Linked DNA regions of Sus scrofa: regions 1, 3 and 4 are each linked to region 2. Evidence: chromatin contacts called from public Hi-C data. All regions are on one chromosome and are shown on one strand. Each heading gives the region's core, a stretch centred on a gene start, on an enhancer-like site or on the middle of the called end of the contact. The rest is flanking DNA. Distances are from core to core; before and after follow the strand shown.

What was found. Hi-C and Micro-C count contacts between places; a contact is called where the count stands out from the background.
Region 1: a contact with region 2 is called in a Hi-C map of fetal heart ventricle, with 3 times the contacts expected there. The contact joins two enhancer-like sites.
Region 3: a contact with region 2 is called in a Hi-C map of retroperitoneal adipose tissue, with 1.8 times the contacts expected there. The contact joins two enhancer-like sites. A contact is called at or near these places in 4 of 47 Hi-C or Micro-C datasets (embryonic fibroblasts, epiblast stem cells, fibroblasts and 1 more).
Region 4: a contact with region 2 is called in a Hi-C map of fetal heart ventricle, with 4 times the contacts expected there. The contact joins two enhancer-like sites. A contact is called at or near these places in 2 of 47 Hi-C or Micro-C datasets (embryonic fibroblasts and fetal heart ventricle).

Annotation. Positions count from the first base shown.
Region 1 is chr17:1,287,055-1,289,754 of Sscrofa11.1, forward strand. All of the region lies in intron 5 of DLC1 (rho GTPase-activating protein 7), which reads right to left. Among named protein-coding and RNA genes, the nearest start is that of KIAA1456, 230 kb to the left of the region's middle. Within about 2 kb of position 1,322, at least 8 of the 83 cell types and tissues checked have an H3K27ac peak or open chromatin away from gene starts, as enhancers often do.
Region 2 is chr17:1,668,693-1,671,392 of Sscrofa11.1, forward strand. No RefSeq gene overlaps it. Among named protein-coding and RNA genes, the nearest start is that of DLC1, 33 kb to the left of the region's middle. Within about 2 kb of position 1,394, at least 12 of the 83 cell types and tissues checked have an H3K27ac peak or open chromatin away from gene starts, as enhancers often do. A contact at or near this core is called in retroperitoneal adipose tissue, where this site is marked.
Region 3 is chr17:1,266,064-1,268,929 of Sscrofa11.1, forward strand. The region is part of intron 5 of DLC1 (rho GTPase-activating protein 7); the gene reads right to left. Among named protein-coding and RNA genes, the nearest start is that of KIAA1456, 210 kb to the left of the region's middle. Within about 2 kb of position 1,503, at least 10 of the 83 cell types and tissues checked have an H3K27ac peak or open chromatin away from gene starts, as enhancers often do. A contact at or near this core is called in retroperitoneal adipose tissue, where this site is marked.
Region 4 is chr17:1,240,028-1,242,951 of Sscrofa11.1, forward strand. All of the region lies in intron 5 of DLC1 (rho GTPase-activating protein 7), which reads right to left. Among named protein-coding and RNA genes, the nearest start is that of KIAA1456, 180 kb to the left of the region's middle. Within about 2 kb of position 1,259, at least 4 of the 83 cell types and tissues checked have an H3K27ac peak or open chromatin away from gene starts, as enhancers often do.

The DNA of each region.
Region 1 (2,700 bases), core at 72-2,571, 380 kb before region 2:
TAGTATAATCACACAATGGAATACTATTTGGCCATAAAAGGGATGGAATACTGATACATGCTACATAATGGATGAAACAAAATATTATGCTAAGTGAAGACACAAAAGGTCACATATTGTATACTTGCATTTACATGAGATATACAGAAGAGCACATTCAGAAAAGCAGGTTTGTGGTTTCTAGGTGTTGGGGGGCAATGGAAATGGGGAATAATGCTCAATGGTTATGAAGGTTTCCTTTTGGGGTGATTAAAACATTTTGGAACTAGATAATGGTGATGGTGCTTAGCACTGTGAAAACACTAAATACTCATTGTGAATTTTTCTTTTTTTCCACAATAAAAAAAATCTGAATGGCTGATAATGGTTTGAACAAGGTAGGTTTCTGAGCACAGAGGAAACATGAAATTTGAATTTTCAGGAAGGAAGAATAAGGATGACCCAGATAAAGATGGAGGCCTGAGCAGAATGTCTGGTGGGACAAGTGAGGTTCATGCAGAAATGGTAAGGAAAGTCTCTACATTCTACAATTTTGATCCAAGCAAGAACTTCAAAGCACAAAGTGCATTTTCATCAGAGACCAAATGATCCTAAATTGTTAAATACAACTCCCAATAAGTGAACACATAAAATAGAATGATATGTTCTTTGGATCTTTTAATCAACTATTATTTTCTTATTACCCTTAAGAAAAGAAGTAACTATCCTTGGGATCACTCACAGTTCATCCATTTTTATAACATTTGTTTTATAAACACTGTGTTCTTACGAAGGAGAGAGGTGTGGACATACATAGCATATTTATTTTTTCTACATCAGAGTGAATCCATACATCACAAGGAACTAAACATGGTCTTTGATTTACTATTGCATTACAGTGCCCCTTGAAATATAGTTTCAAATAGGGATTGTTAACTGTTCCCATGGATATGTGTGCCCTGCACAAGAAGCTCAATGACAACCACACAGTCACAGCCCAGAATGTCGGCAAGAAAGGCTGTGGGCTGAGTGATGAAAGGCAGCCCTACATAAGAAGGTGTTAGGTGACTGCATTTTAAACTTAATGGCATAGACTTGGGCCAAGGGAGTACTGGAGGTTACCCTGTGCACAAGACGGTGAAGGGACTATCTTTTCAGTCTTCAGTTCTTAGCCACTTTAAACTCATTGGGTTTTCTCAGCTCTGCACTAGGGTCATCACCTTTCACGAGTTTTCCCTACAAATAAACAAATGCTGTTGTGTCGCCACCTCATTGTCTCCCTGGGAGATGTTAGACATCACTGACCCGGATGATTGCTTCTGGCAGCACACCCAACGAGAGACATCTAGATTGGGAAGAGACCTCAAAAACTGGCTGGTGACCAGAATTCTTACTCAGCGTCCTATTCCACATAATGGGAAAAATTGTTTCCAAAGGCTTCCACTTCTTAATGCCAAGGAAAGCACTGCCAAGCAGCAGCTAGACTTAGCTAGGTCTTTTCTAAGAGACAACAAAGAAGAATGAAATTCCGATGTCTTAGAAGGCCTTTTGATTATTTTCATCAAATTATATTTGGCAAACTTTGGCATTCACAGTACTGTGCAACAGAAGATAACACAGATGTTACAGCAGGAAACTTAGGGCCACCCTCAAAACGTACATATTTATTAAATCACTAAATTACCCACCCTTGCTAACTTAAATAAGAAAGGGATAGAGGAAGCCCCATATCTTCAATCCCTTCTGATTGCGGTAAGGAAATTTAACCAAAAAAGGTCTTTAGTGCAGATGATCCTATGTTGGTTGGGTTTTGAGCCACTGTGCTAAAACAGTTTTGAGAAGGGAAATTTACATTCCACATCAGAATCTGGTGGTATACTGACAATGTTTCATGGAGGTTAGATACATCTTTTAAAAGGCAAGTAAGATATTAATTAAAAAAAAATTTCCCCTTGGCTCTTGCCATCTGATTGCTCCTTCATCAGAAGCTCCCAAAATCTACTTGTTAAAATTTCAAAAGTGTTTATAAAATCCAAGCACCACCTGGTGATTCCAGAACCCTTTGTTTCCTACTATAGCGTCCCTCTTGCTTCTGCTGCTTATTTTTCTGTGATACTGTTCTTCCACACCATCCTGTTTTCTAGGAAAGGGGCCTTCTTTCTCTGCTATAATGAAATGAGCTTAGGATTTGGAATCAAACAGACCTGGATGAAATCCTAGTTCTATCAGTTAGTAGTTGTGTGATTTTCTGCAATCTTCCTATGTATTTGTGCCTTAATGTCTTCATTTGCAGAATGGGGAGAGTAACACTATAGGTTTATTAAAGGATAATGTGAAAGACTATATTTAAATCATTTTGTACAGAGGAGTGCACATAATAGAAACTCATTCAAAATTGCTCCTCTGGCCCATCAGACAAGATGGTCTTCTAATTCCCTCAACTGGTGCTTAATATCTTGTGTCACATCTCTGTACTCAAGCCAGCTGTGCTTTATTTAAGTAATAATCAATGCACATTTAAAATAATATAATCTGTTTGCGTCTGTGAAGACTTACTTTTTCATGTTATGTCTATTTTTTATTATTCCCTTGCTATTTTTCTGCATTGCAATAAAGGTTTAAAAGTCTAGAAGAAAAAACTGACCACCAAAGATATTCATTAAATATGGTAAAAAGAGAATACATAAAACTAGCTTAATGTTCCAAACCAAACTATCAGCA
Region 2 (2,700 bases), core at 144-2,643:
CTAGAAACCATGAGGTTACAGGTTCCATCCCTGGCCTTGCTCAGTGGGTTAAGGATCCTGCATTGCTGTGAACTGTGGTGTAGGTCGCAGATGCGGCTCAGATCTGGCATTGCTGTGGCTCTGGCGTAGGCCAGCAGCTGTAGCTCCTATTAGACCCCTAGCCTGGGAACCTCCATATGCCCTGAGTGTGGCCCTAAAAAACAAACAAACAAACAAAAAGTCTGTTATTGCTAATTAGTAATAGAATTTCTGAAACATTAGATATGTTCAAACATTTTTAATTATGATACTGTTTTTCTTAATATATCTACCTAATATATCCATCTATAACTACTCAGTAAAAATGTGAATGTGATAAAAAGTATATCTGTATTCCAAATAGAAATGGTGCCATTACCTTGGAAGAAAAAAAGCAATAGATTTAGAATTGAAAAAGAAAAACACTGGGATAATTTCCTGGAGTGTGCCTCAGTTGATAATTATTTATCTTATTTGTATGTTCTTTCTTATTGCTAGGCAATTGGGATATTTATACAACTACATCATAGCTTTTTATTATTATGTGCTGGAAACTTTGATAATAAAATGAGAGCTCATCTTGCTTGCTAAACTCAACTGAGAACAACTTTAGTAAAAAAAAAAAAAAATTGGAAGAATTAAGGAAGCAACCAGCCAAACACTAATAAAAATCAGATGCACTATAAACTGCACAAGATCTGAATATAATCTGTTCTTTGTTAACATCAAATAACTATTCAGTAGCTTGAGATTTCAATTCACTATATATCAGGGATATTCAAAAGTTGTTAGTGATGAATCACATAGCAAAGTAAATTAAGGCTACTAATCGATTATGTTTTATATATTGCCATTTCTTGATGTCAGGTTATCCATTCACTTCTGGATGATTTTTAATTGAAATAAACTTGTATTAAGGTTAAAAAATATGATCTTTATTATTCAAGATTATTTGTAGCAATATGTTCATATGGTTGGCACTTTTTACATTCCAGAGCATTAATATTGCACAAACTGAATTGGCATGCACTTATTTCTTGGCCAATAATAACTTCCATGGCATGTGACTATGAAGGCATGAACCTGAAAGCGATCCAAGAACTTTCACATCTCTGAGGGACCATGGAAAGGAACAAGCAGACTCTGACCAGAGCTATTTACTTTTTTAAAAAAGTAGATATTTATTAAATGTTTACTTGGATCCAGTTTCTGCACATTTAAAACATGCCCTGGAATCAGGATGATATACTTTGACATTGATTTTGGTTACTTTGCCCTGGGAAGGTGCTATAAAATCCAGAATCCTTGGGTTGATTTCTTCTATTTTGACGTCCTTGTTTTTCCCTCTGACCTGTCACACAATTTCCATTTTTGATCTACATAATTATGCAATTCTCAAATAATGTTCTTAATGGCCAACTGCAAGAGAGAGAGCACCCAGTATTTAGGCAAGGGTACTTTCTGATTAAGTTATCCTTTAATTGATCACCCCATGTTTACTCTAACCCACTTTATTACATTGGAGATAATTGTATATGACCTCCAAATTCTCAAATGTCACATAACGATCTGGTGATGGCTGGGACATGGAGACGGGGATGGCATACTCTAGGAGGCTGGCCTTGACCAATATTTATTAACTGCTTTCTGTGCCTCTTTCAGTTAAGATGTATCAAGTTCACAATTTTTGCATGTTGCAGGGAAGCGCAATTTGGAATAATATCCATTAGAGTCAATTGCTGTGGAATATGTTGCCTTCCCCACATAGTTACACACTAGGAACTTTCAAATCACAAAACATATAGGCGAAAACATATGGAGAACTGGGAAAGGAGAAGGAAGAGGAGGGGGAGAGAAAAGGATATATGTGGATGATGATGATCTCCCTTAACTTATCAAACATGGTAAAGCAGCCATCTGAGAGTGCATTTCATTTCTGAAATCCTTAGAAAATATCCTTAGACGTCAACCCTTTACTTGAAGATCAAGCTGTTCTTTCTCACACTATTTTTTTCCATGCATGATATGCATGATTGTAACTTAGAATATGCTGCAAGTATTTGGGTTAATGGAGAGGTGCTCCCAAAGCCCCTGGACTTAATTTTTAAAACATTTAAAACCTAATTTTTAAAAGGTTAAATTACTGCTCCTACAGGGCATCTTTTTCCAGGCACCCTCTTAGATGGTTGCTGGATTTCCATGGGTGTTGAGGAAGGGCATGGTCACTGGCTTTGCCAAGGCCCTTGGAGATCTGCAGTCAGGCACCCTTCCTGGTGGAAACCAAGCTGGTCACCAACTCCTGTACATCCCTAACACTTTATGTACTTGGGAGATCTTATTATGACTTATTATGCTATTCTTAAAATGTCTTTTTCTCTTGGTAATTAATGCAAACTTTTGAAATGTCCTTGAATAATTATTTTTTAAGACTTGTAAACATAGGGAATTCCTGGGAAACTACAGCGTTGTTTAATTTTGGCAAAGATGGACTAGAATGTGACCTTTTAACCAAGTAATGGATTTGAATTTCATTTCATTTTGAACTGGTATGAGGTACAGGAGGTAATTGCCATCTCATCATTTTAAAAGGTGTTACTAAAAATCTTACTTGGACACAGGAAGCTAGATTACACTTCTCTATTGAGCCAGTTGATTGAACTTTATCAGGCAAACTCACAAACT
Region 3 (2,866 bases), core at 253-2,752, 400 kb before region 2:
CTCAAAAATCATACAAAGATCTTTAATATAGATTAGAATTAAACTCACCAAAGTCACTTTGATAGCATAAAATTTTTCCATGATAAAATAATTATAAGCATTTCAGCTCTTCTTGTGGAAAGCTTTTATGTAAGAGTCTTTCAACAATGGAGGCTAAAATAGCCGCTTACTATGAAGGTTTTATACATATTCATTTTGCTTGTTTGTTTATAAGTCATCTGTTTTAAACTCTAAATATTCTTTCCTCAGTGCCAACATGACTGGAATTCCAGCCAAGAGAGAAAAAACCTATTTAAGAACTCAAGTGATGATACTCAGGCCCCAACCACGAAATGCAACTATGATTAAGTTAAAATGTATTCAGATCCAAATTAGGAATACAATTTGCATGAAGGTAAGAGAAGATGGCACTCTTGGCCTTTGCTTCCCTACAAGCTCCAGGCTTTAGCAGGGCCGGAGAGAAGTATGTGTCATGAGATAGATGTATTATGAGAGTTTGGAGCAATAGAAATATGATGTAGCAGCCTTCGTCATTTAAAATTTTCTAGTAGCCTCTTTAAAAAAGAAACAGGTGAAGTTAATCTTAGTAATAGAGATAGTTTACTTAACCCAATATGTCCAAACTATCATCATTTCAACAAATGATCAATATAAAGAGTACTAATGAGAGATTTTACATTCTTAATCTCCCAGTAAGACTTTGAAATCTGATGTGTATTTCATACTTTGAAGAGTGGGTCCATTTGTGAAACCTACTGCTTTGCAATTTTGGATGATGCCCTCTTTATCAAAAAGATGACAACATTACCAATACAAAATTAGATATGAAAGTGAATATCAATTTAGAATGAAAAAACACATCATAGGAATTACTGGAAATGTGAAGATTCAGGCTCTTTTCTTTTGACATCTCACTTGGCAATTTACCAGACAAACTTATATGGAAGTGTCTCCTGATTACAACATGGACCACTCTAACCTCTGGCACTTGCAGGGAACCATCCAAGTCAGGGGCTCTGTTTCATTTCTGTTATGGGCTAAATTGTGTCTCTGAAACTTCTAACACGGAAGCCTCGATCCCTAGTACCTTAAAATGTAACCGTATTTGGAGATGGGACTTTAAAGAGGTAATTGAGTTAAAATGAGGACATTAAGTTGGGCCCTGATCCAACATGACTGGTGTCTTTGTAAGAAGAGGAAGAGACGCTGGGAGGGCAGGGCACAGAGGTAAGACTCTCTGAGGACAAAGCGGTAAGAAGGTAACTGAAAACCAGGGATGGAGACCACAGGAAAAACCAACCCTGCTTGCACTTTGAGCTTGGACTTTCTGCCTCTGGAACCAAGAGAAAATAAATTTCTATTGTTTAAGCCACCCTGTCTGGGGTATTGCTAAGGTAGCCAGAGCAAACTAATACAGTTGGCTTCTTGATAAAGTTCCTCTGCTTCCAGACCTCATTCTTTCCTGCCTTATCCCCTTGCTCACCAGCACCCTCCTCCCCTCTGTCCATTCTGATGCAACCCAACCTAAGCCTTCTCTCCTTCAGGTCTTCCTGGTGGAGAGGCCTCCTGGCTCAGGGTGCATCTGCACTTCCTGATCCTCATCGTTTGGCTAGGGAATACGAGTTTCCCTGGGACTGTTCCTACGTTATTCCCAAGGAGTGTTACTTTTTTTTGTTTAAGTTTATTGACATATAGTTGATTTACAAGGTTATAATAATTTCTGCTAAACAACAATGTGATTCAGTCATACATATCCATTCTCTTCCAGATTCTTTTCTCACATAGATTATCATAGAATATGGGGTACAGTTCTCTGTGCTATATAGCAGGTCTCATTGGTTAACCATTCCATATACCTCAGGGTGCATGTGCCAGTCCCAACCCCCCAGTCAATCCCTCCATTCCCCCCACCTCGTCCTCTTTGGTGAACATAAGTTTTTCAAAGTCTGTGATTCTGTTGCTTTGACTTTTCGACATAGCATCTTTTCTCCCTTAAGAGATGAGTTTTTTGAAGACCATCAGTGACAATGCCTTATATCAAACTGGAATGCCAGGAAGATTTCTGGAATAATCTTTTTTTTTTGGAATTAGGAGGAAGGAGGGCAATTTAAACAAAGAGTTTTTTTAAAAATGCTACTTTCAAAGTTAAAAAAAGAATGGAATCCACTGTCCTGGTTGATAGTTTAGTGCAACAGTTATGATTGAAGTCTACTTATTCCTCCCACTGCCTCCTACTAACACAGTGGATCAGAGGCATTTATCTTTGTTTCTGCCGCAGCAACCCAATCCTGGTTGTTGCTTTCTGTTTTTCTACTGCTTATAACAGCAACGGAAGTTCCTGAGAATATCTTCCAAAAAACTTTGGCCAGAACCAAAGGAAGTGAGTACATTCAAGGGTGAAAGGATGATTCAACCTCTTGGAGTGCTTAATTCTCGGTTTGGTATCCCTTCTGAAATTGCTGAAAAGAATGCCAACAAGTTGTAATTACCACGGTGCTCCCTGGGAGGTGGAAATCTGCCAGCACTCATTGGATTTCAACCAACAATCCATTTTAAATAAGTCTTCGAAGGAAATGAGCATCTATTTTGGTAATTTATATGGAATATCTGTGGCCTTTCCAAAGTTCACAGGCATGCCTGATACCGAGTTTCAGAGAACTATGCTTCTTATCAGCATTTTTTGGGGTGCAGGCTTCAATGTGCACTAAATATAATATAGTAAATCATCAAATGGTTGAAAAAAGAGTGGCCAGTACTTAGAATAAGCATACTCCAAATCTGCACTTGGAGATTTGGAGCATTAGATACTCACAGAGAAATGCACACTTACTCTCCTAGGAAGAAAACATATCTGTGTTCAAAATAT
Region 4 (2,924 bases), core at 9-2,508, 430 kb before region 2:
CTATCATAACTTCGTTGAAAATCTTCCTAATTTAGGGCTATGCCATTATTTGAGATTTCCTGCTAAATAATACTTATTGATGAAAACTCAATAAAGATATCATTTAATAGTTTGCATGAGGAATAAAAGAACCCAGGGCTGCAGGTCAGTAATAACTTTATCTGAATATATTAACTATAACCCTAAAGCTTAGAAAATGGAATTTAAACCTCCTACTTTTTGTTTGATAAAAATCAAAACTTTTTTTTTTTGTCTCTTTGCCTTTTTTAGAGCCACTCCCGCGGCATATGGAGATTTCCAGGCTAGGGGTCTAATCAGAGCTGTAGCCGCTGGCCTACGCCAGAGCCACAGCAACGTGGGATCCGAGCCGTGTCTGCAACCTACACCACAGCTCATGGCAACACCGGATCCTTAACCCACTGAGCAAGGCCAGAGATCGAACCCGTGACCTTATGGTTCCTAGTCGGATTCGTTAACCACTGCGCCATGACGGGAACTCCATCAAAACATTTTTGAATAGAGGAAATTAGACTAATCTTGTTTGATTTTTCATCATGACTCCTAATTTTTAAGATTTTTAAAAAAGCGATGTGCTTTCTAGATTTATTCAGAATATAGCATTCCCTCTTTTTTTAACTTTTCAAACTCGAGGAAATGGAATAATTTACTTTCCTGTTGCTTTACTTAATCAGCAAGGAGAATCAACCCAACAATCTAGCAAAAAGAAAAAAAGACAAAAAAATGTAGCTACAATATTTAAAATTAATATACAGTACTATTCTTTTCTACTGGAAAGTTAGTTTAAATAATACATTGTTCTATATGTTGCTGACCAACCACTGCAGCCCTTACCTCAAGCTGTGCCTTAGAGTAACTTCCCCCCATCAATATGTTGCTCAAAAGGCCATCCCGAAGGATCCAAGTATCAGTCAAACAAAAGATATTGAGTGCATAGTTTTGTTTTCTTCTGAATTTCTTCCCACTGTGCCAAATGATTACAAGGTTACAAGGTTAAAGTGTGCTGGATGCACCAGATGCTTTTTATATATTAGCTCTAACTTTGCCTTATATTATTCTGCCTTGTGAGACACCCTGAGGAAAACTCTTCTCTTCTTTCCCACCAGAGCCTAGAGAAATCCATCAAATATTTTCCCTCGGAAATTCTGACTCTTGAGTCATTGGTGGGCTATGTACTCACACACCTCCCATCCCTTCCTTCCAGGGCTTAATCATAGCAGTTAGTTTGGAGGAGGAAAGGGTGGGCTCCTCCATTTATAGACTCTAGCATGGAGGTTATGAAAAGTCCAAATGTCCCTGTATCTGATCTGGCTAAAGACAATGTTTGCTACTCAAAAGTCAGGGATTCTAGGCGAAAGGCTTGTGAGAGAGCATGCCAAGGTGGATGCAGCCAGCATGTAATAATTATTACAAGATTATGATGGAGCCACCTGATGCCTCTGCCCCTTCGACAGTGAAAACTTGGCTGAACTCAATGTATATATTCAGAAAACACAGTAGAGGGAGAATGAATTGTCACCTCCTATTGCCTTTGTGATGGAATAACTTTTTTTTTTTCCCCCCAGGTAGGAAGGTTAAACTAAAATGCCAGGATTAACTGCAGTGACTGGAACTTGATTCCTGACAGGAAGTATAAACAATTATGTGAATGGTGTTCACGCAAAACCTTCAGACTGATTTACTGGGAGCTCTTTGGGACCTGTCATGCATGTCACACTGACCTTGCAAACTCAATTACTTAAGCTAGAAGAGGCAGGCTTCTCTGGACTGTAATTTACAAATCAAGTGCAGTTTGCCCACTGCAACTATCTTTCCCTCTTTTTAGTAGAAACCATCCAGTAAGTTTGCAGTACTCTGACACATTGAGAGCTCAGAGACCTTAAGATACTTTGGGGGTAAAACAAAAAAATAAAAATTTACATGCAATTTGAGGAGGTGTGGTTAGATAAAGCATAAGAGTGGAAAGTGAAATTGAGCCTGGAGGAGTCAGGGAAAAGAAAATTCACCACTGAGAAGAAGAACATGTGGTTTTGCAGGAGAGCCTGCTAGTTAGCTCCAGAGGGAACAATGGGAATAAATAGAGCTATTTAAAAAGTGGGATGGAGGGGGTGTGATTAGAGGTAATTTAGCATTTGAAAAATAACAAAACATTGGTAATCACCCTGTAGCTATTTATTGGTTTCCAAATCATAGGCTAACTGAACTTAATCTAGGCAGGCTGAGTAAAGAAAGATCAGAGGGTATGTCCCTTCACAAAAGTAATGCATATATTGCAGGGGCTGCGATCTAAAGCGGGAACTTGAAAAATGCTGTTCTGAGCTCTAGAATCTAAACATGTGACATTGCGACTATCTTTAAATTTGATCTACACGTTAAGTCCTGGAGATTCTCTGGTATACTTTTCACACTCTGAGTGGGAAGGTAGCTTTTATAATTTTCACCACATTTGGATCACAATGATCATCCTTTTTCCTGTCCTACCAGAGCAACTCATGCTTTTCCTCTCAATTTTTACTTGTCACACCTACTACTCGATATCAAAAATACATTTTTTTTAAAAAGGCAAAATGTTTATCCACTAGTTTACAGCAGTAGAATTCTTTGAAACGAGATACCATGGGAATATTTCAGCGTTTGGAACTTGTTGCATATAAACCAGCTGGACTTTGTTTAAAATTTTAAAGCCTTCAAATATTTCACTGAAAGAAACCCAAGATATCTTTTTTTTTATAGATGTCGAGAGGTCACATTTTTATTGGTTCATCTGTGTGTCATATAAAAAGGCCTCCATATTTGTAACCACAGTAGGTCTCTAGGTTCCTGGCTCAGTCACTCCATATCATTAAGACGGGTTAATTGTGGGTTTAATTTTTGTTAAAATGCAGTACTTATTTATGGACGCCACA